Linked DNA regions of Sus scrofa: region 2 is linked to region 1. Evidence: chromatin contacts called from public Hi-C data. All regions are on one chromosome and are shown on one strand. The core of a region is the stretch at or near the end of the contact, and the rest is flanking DNA. Distances in the headings are between cores, read along the strand shown.

Region 1 (2,700 bases), core at 136-2,635:
GCCTTTATCCCAACTCTTGAATAAACTTTTTTAAAAAGACCCTTTGTGTTTTGTGTGACTCCCAGCTCTAGTTTTGCCCCCTTCCCCAGAGCACAGAGAGAACAGAAGGGCCACCAATCATGGAGCTGCGTCTCGTAGAGCAGATTCTGATTTCTTTCTGTGAAGGCTGCCCCGAAATTCAAAGACGCATTATTATTTCATCCAATTTAAAAGTCTGCCCGGTGCTGAATGGGCAAGCACCTAATTTCACCTTTGGAGGCAAATGGGAAGCTTTTTGTGCTGAAAGAAAGGAGAGGAGAAAAGAGGATTCTGGAAGATAATTGAATGGAAATCCCTTTAAGGTGCCAGAAAACTGCTCGCACGCATCCATAGGGGATAAAACGAGGTCAAAATATGTTTGTGAAAAGTGTGGGGGGCATGAAAGCCTTAATTATTTCTTTAGGAAGTCGTGTCTTTTAAAGACTTAAACAAAAGCTTTAAGAAGGTAGAAGCTGGGAGAAATTGCCCATGGCTTTAGAAAAGGTGGAGCGGAAAGGAAAGCAATTACTGGGGAACAATAGTATATTATCAGGGGTTATTCTTCCAGACTGGGTCCCCTGCATTGGGTTTGGGATGAGATCTAGTAAAAGATGGCCTGGTGGTGGGCCTTGAAGTGGGAGGGAGAGGGGACAGGGTCAACCTGACTGTCAAGCTGTGAGGGAGATGGGCTTAGTGACCAAGGGGGTGGAGAAATAGTCTTCACCACTTATAGTCCCAGGAAACCGTTGTTGTCTTGGAGCAGAAGGGTGAACCGTTGTGAAAGCTCTCTGGATTTAGACAGATGTGTATTCTCATCTCTAATCCCCCAGTTACTAGCGTTGGGACCTTAGGCATTTTCCTTTAGCCTCATCTTCCTTATTTGTAAAACGGGGACGATCTTCCCTGCCACAGATGGTGGACATGAATTGAGGTCATGCTGAATCCTGGATGTAATAGATGCCCCAGACGTGTCAGCCCCCTGGATGGCTCATCTCTCCTCTGCCTGTCTGACTCTTGGGCAGGCTCCCCACAGCCCTGTAGGTCTCTGCTCATGAATTTACAGTGAGCACCCTTTGTGTGTCCTCTTCGCATGCCTCTAGGCAGCCTGCTGGATAGTTTCAGGGACAGTCACTCTCTTTTCATCCCTTCCTCCAGACCCTGGGCTACCTGTGCTCTGGCTTCTCTGTGGGAGTTTTCTGACTCACAAAGGATTCCGAATTGCCCCCAAGATTAGCAGGGAGTCCTAGCAGGAGTTTGCATTCCTGCCACCTTCTTATTTGCTGAGTCGCAGGATAGTGTTTCCTGCTGGGAAGGAAGGCGGTGCACTGGCTGAAGCAATCCTACTGAGCCTTTGGATTGTAATGCGTCCTCCAGAGCTCCCCCAGGAGTGTTGTGGTTTGCGTATTCATTCCCTTCAGGGATTCAGCCAGCAATGCTAAAGATAACCGGTTTCTCATCAGTTGCTTTTCATGGCAGGAACTGACCTCCAGCAGGGACCTCCCCTTTTCCTCATTGGCGTGACATTCTGAGACCTGGGGTGCAGATGGGGTGTTAGGTTCTAGGCTAACTCAGCTGTGGATTAATAGGCACCCTCAGATCAGTGAGGGTAGGTAGAGTGGAATTGGGGAGCCCCTTTTCAAGCAGCTTAGAGACCTCTGGAAAGATTCCCAAGCTGGTTAAAACATGTACATGGTGGCGGAGTGAGGGCAGAGGGCGTCAAATTTGTGGATGGAAAGATTTCCTGAGGGTTTTCGAGCATGTGATCAGTGCTGCTTTTTAGGAGACCAGTAATTCAGAGACAAGATCCTGTACCTTGTTTGCTGGCTGGGAAGACTTTCTACAGCAGCTGGTGTTGTGGGGATGAGTCTGCCTTGTCTCTCTTTAGAAAGTCAGAGAGAGTCTGTCTTTTTCGGACAAGAATTGGCAAGAGTAGCAACTACCTTCTGCTTTTCCAACTGATCCAATAAAGGAAGATTTGAGGGGTGATTTGACCTTTCAGCTCTTTTGGGGAAGCTACGCATACACATTATCAGAGGTATGAGCACACAACCTGTCCCCATGGAACCCAGGATTCCACAGTAATTAAGTGTTGTGCATCTTGGTGGGGGGAATAAAGGATATTAGTGACAGCTTGATTTTACAATTTTGTCCCCCTCCCCCCTTTTGCTGCCCTGTCTTCGATTCTTTGCCTGATCCTTTCTTCCTAAATTGGTAGAACTTGCTTCCTGAGGCAGATGGGAGCACCATGTTAAAAAAAAACCAAAAAAACAGATTTTTCTAACAACCAGAGCTGTCTCAAAAGTAATGAGCTCTTGCTCTTGGAAGGGTTCAAGCTCAAGGGCACATATTAGAGAGAGCCGAGCTGGGATTTCTGTGTTCTCAGGGGGCTGGGCAAACTAGGTAAGGGTTTCCCAAATCTAGGACTCCTCCAATCACCTTAAGAGCTTGTTGGTATATATGTATCTACTCCTAGACCTCAAAGATTACATGGAATCCAGATCTGTGATGGGAGGACCTGGGCATGTGCACTGGTATGAATTGCCCTCTGTATACCTCCTGAAAAGTATGGTGCTAAATTCCTCTTAATCTAAGATCCTAGTGATGCGAAGTTTTGAACAAGACCACACTTTGGCTAGAGTTCTTCATGAATGCTGCCCCTCTCCCCGAGATGCCCTCAGAGTT
Region 2 (2,700 bases), core at 102-2,601, 260 kb before region 1:
TAAGGCTCGTTTGAAGGCAAGCCCCAGTCATGTTGGTTTTGCCCAACTCTGTGGATTGCGGAGTAGCTGCCCGGCTTCATGTACTTTGCTAAAGTCTCTGGATCCCACTCTGCCAGGCACAGTGCTTCCTGCTGTTCCTGCAACACGCAGCAGCAGTGGTTTCTGTGCTCAGGTGCGGGCAGCTAGCTACAAACACCACTGGGATGCACACAGACTTAAGGATGGGGTGGAGAGGGTATCAGGGAAGCAGCCTTTCCACCGGGTCTTGAAGGGCGACGGGATTTAACAGGTGATGTAGGCAAAGGTGATTGGGATTGGCTGGAGGTGAAATGCTAGATGGTGAGAGTGGGGCCAACAGTTTGGGGCCACACACAAAAGCCCTGAGATAAATCCAGTGATGGAGCAAATGTTTCTCAGCTTCAAAATGATTTGCTCTGTTAACCTGTTTCCCAGTCACCCAGCTCCCCATTAAATTCCACCACAAGGGGGCACTAGACGAGGCCCAGTCCAGTTGACTTTCTCAACATCACCCAGCCTGGGCTCTTTGCCTCCCCAACAGCCACTGGGTGTTGCTTGAAGTACCACACCCAGCCACGCAGCACCCTCATCAGTGCCCTGGGCCCCAAGGTCCTCCTTCCTTTGTCCCCCTAGTCCCAGGGGTGGAAGTCACTTCCTGTAACTCTGTGTGCACCTCTGTGTCCCCTGTGGCCTTTCTCTTCCTCCCATGCCCGTCTTCACACAATCTCCAATATTAGGTTCCCTCTGTGGCAATACCCATCGTGGCTTCTGTTTTCCTGACTGGACTCTGACACGCCAGCTGAAGGATTTCAGACCAGATCCAGCTGACCGTGGGGCGCCCCTGCATCATTTTCAGTAAGTACATGGCATGCTCAGAACACTATTTTAGGAAGCGGTGTAACATAAGAGGCAATGGCTTTCATTAGGATGGAAGCAGGCAGAGCAGAGGGAGGACAGCTTCAAAGAGAAATCAACGCACAGCCCCTGTGGAAGGGGCCGTGCTCGGCCTGGGGCTTCCCTGTCCCCCCTCCTCACTGCCCGCCTGCCCCGGGCAGCACCGGGGCTGAGGCTCCCCTCTCAGCAGCACGTTGGGATGTGGATCGTGAAGGAGGTGGGAGAGCCACTTGAGCCCAGAGGGAGGCCCACACTGCAGCACCAGCAGCAGGCCACGCTCCACCCTCTCCTGTCCCTTAGCACTGAATCTGGGGCGGGGTGGGGGTGGGGGGGCAGTGGACCGATCTAGCGCTAGAATTTGGTGAACTCTAGCCTGGGCAGTGTTCTGGAGTCTCCTTGCTTGAGAGATGCCTGAGGCTGCCAGTTGGTGTCACTCTATCATCCTGGTGTCAACATCCAGGTGTCTGGCGTCAGTGCCCAGTGCCCGAGAGGAATACGCCCAGGTGAGGGAATGGCACCGCAGACCCTACCTTATTAACCCCCAAGCAGCCAGAACGGACCACCCTTCCTCAAAGGCGTTGCTCCCAGTTCAGCCTAAGAAGGTTCCAAGGAATGGATCTAGCCTGTGGCTCCCACGTCTCTCTCACCCCCTGCCTGTGCTGAGAGTTTTCCAGGGGTTTTCTCCAGGGACTGGTCTACAGGACAAAGAGCAGGGCGAGAGGAAGCTTCTCAGAGAATCTGCACTGACCTAGGGAGGGGAGGTGGGGAGGCTGGGGAACTGGGGGTTAACTCACTGCCAAATGTGGGCAGAGGTGGCTGGATGCCACTCGCCAGGCTGAGGCAGGAGGCACTGCCCCCTCGTCACACCCAGCTGGGCTGCTCTGTCCCAGCCTCCACACACGCCAAGTCACTGCAAGAAACCACACCGCGTGCTAAGGAAAAGGGCACACCTCAGCTTTCCAAACTGGACACCCTCCCCCTGTTCCTGCCGGGGCCACACGGAGCCAGGTCAACAGCAAAGGGGACACTGAAAACCACATGTGGGAGCTCCCACTGTGGCGCAATGGGATCAGCAGTGTCTTGGGAGTGTGGGTTGTGGGATGCGAGTTTGATCCCTGGCGGGAACATTGGGCTAAAGATCTTGCCTTGCCTCAGCGGCGGCTTAGGTCACAGCTGCAGTTTGGATCTTATCCCTGGCCTGGGAGCTCCATATGTTGCAGGACATCCAAAAATGAAAACAAACAAACAAACAAACAAACCCACATGTCAGTGAGGCAGCTGAGGGCTTCTCTGGGTAAGAGAGACCCATGGCGGGCAGAGCCCAGGCACAGAATTCCATGCCAAGACCATCCTGGCTTAGGACAGAGAACTAAGTGACCTTGGGTTCCACAAGAGGGTGGTTATAGTCAAAGTATCGCTCTTTATAGGCCAAATTTGCAGGTGAACAATTTGGGCTTCCTGCTTTATTTTATTTTATTTATTTATTTATTTAGTCTTTTTGCCATTTTCTTTGGCCGCTCCCTTGGCACATGGAGGTTCCCAGGCTAGGGGTCGAATTGGAGCTGTAGACGCCACCAGAGCCACAGCAACGCAGGATCTGAGCCGAGTCTGCGACTTCACCACAGCTCACGGCACCACCGGATCCTTAACCCACTGAGCAAGGGCAGGGATCGAACCCACAACCTCATGGTCCCTAGTCAGATTCGTTAACCACCGAGCCATGACAGGAACTCCTGAGCTTCCTGCTTTGACGCATAACCCCTTTGCCTGAGTCTGGGTCTGGGTCTG

Evidence for each region. A called contact is a pair of places that touch in the nucleus more often than the background predicts.
Region 2: a Hi-C map of skeletal muscle shows a contact between it and region 1, with 4 times the contacts expected there. The contact joins two enhancer-like sites. A contact is called at or near these places in 1 of 47 Hi-C or Micro-C datasets (skeletal muscle) and 1 of 2 datasets of contacts at active chromatin or transcription factors (skeletal muscle).

The regions. Positions count from the first base shown.
Region 1 is chr7:85,691,731-85,694,430 of Sscrofa11.1, reverse strand. No RefSeq gene overlaps it. Among named protein-coding and RNA genes, the nearest start is that of RGMA, 230 kb to the left of the region's middle. Within about 2 kb of position 1,385, at least 7 of the 83 cell types and tissues checked have an H3K27ac peak or open chromatin away from gene starts, as enhancers often do. A contact at or near this core is called in skeletal muscle, where this site is marked.
Region 2 is chr7:85,948,917-85,951,616 of Sscrofa11.1, reverse strand. The region is part of intron 2 of RGMA (repulsive guidance molecule A); the gene reads right to left. Among named protein-coding and RNA genes, the nearest start is that of RGMA, 29 kb to the right of the region's middle. Within about 2 kb of position 1,351, at least 16 of the 83 cell types and tissues checked have an H3K27ac peak or open chromatin away from gene starts, as enhancers often do. A contact at or near this core is called in skeletal muscle, where this site is marked.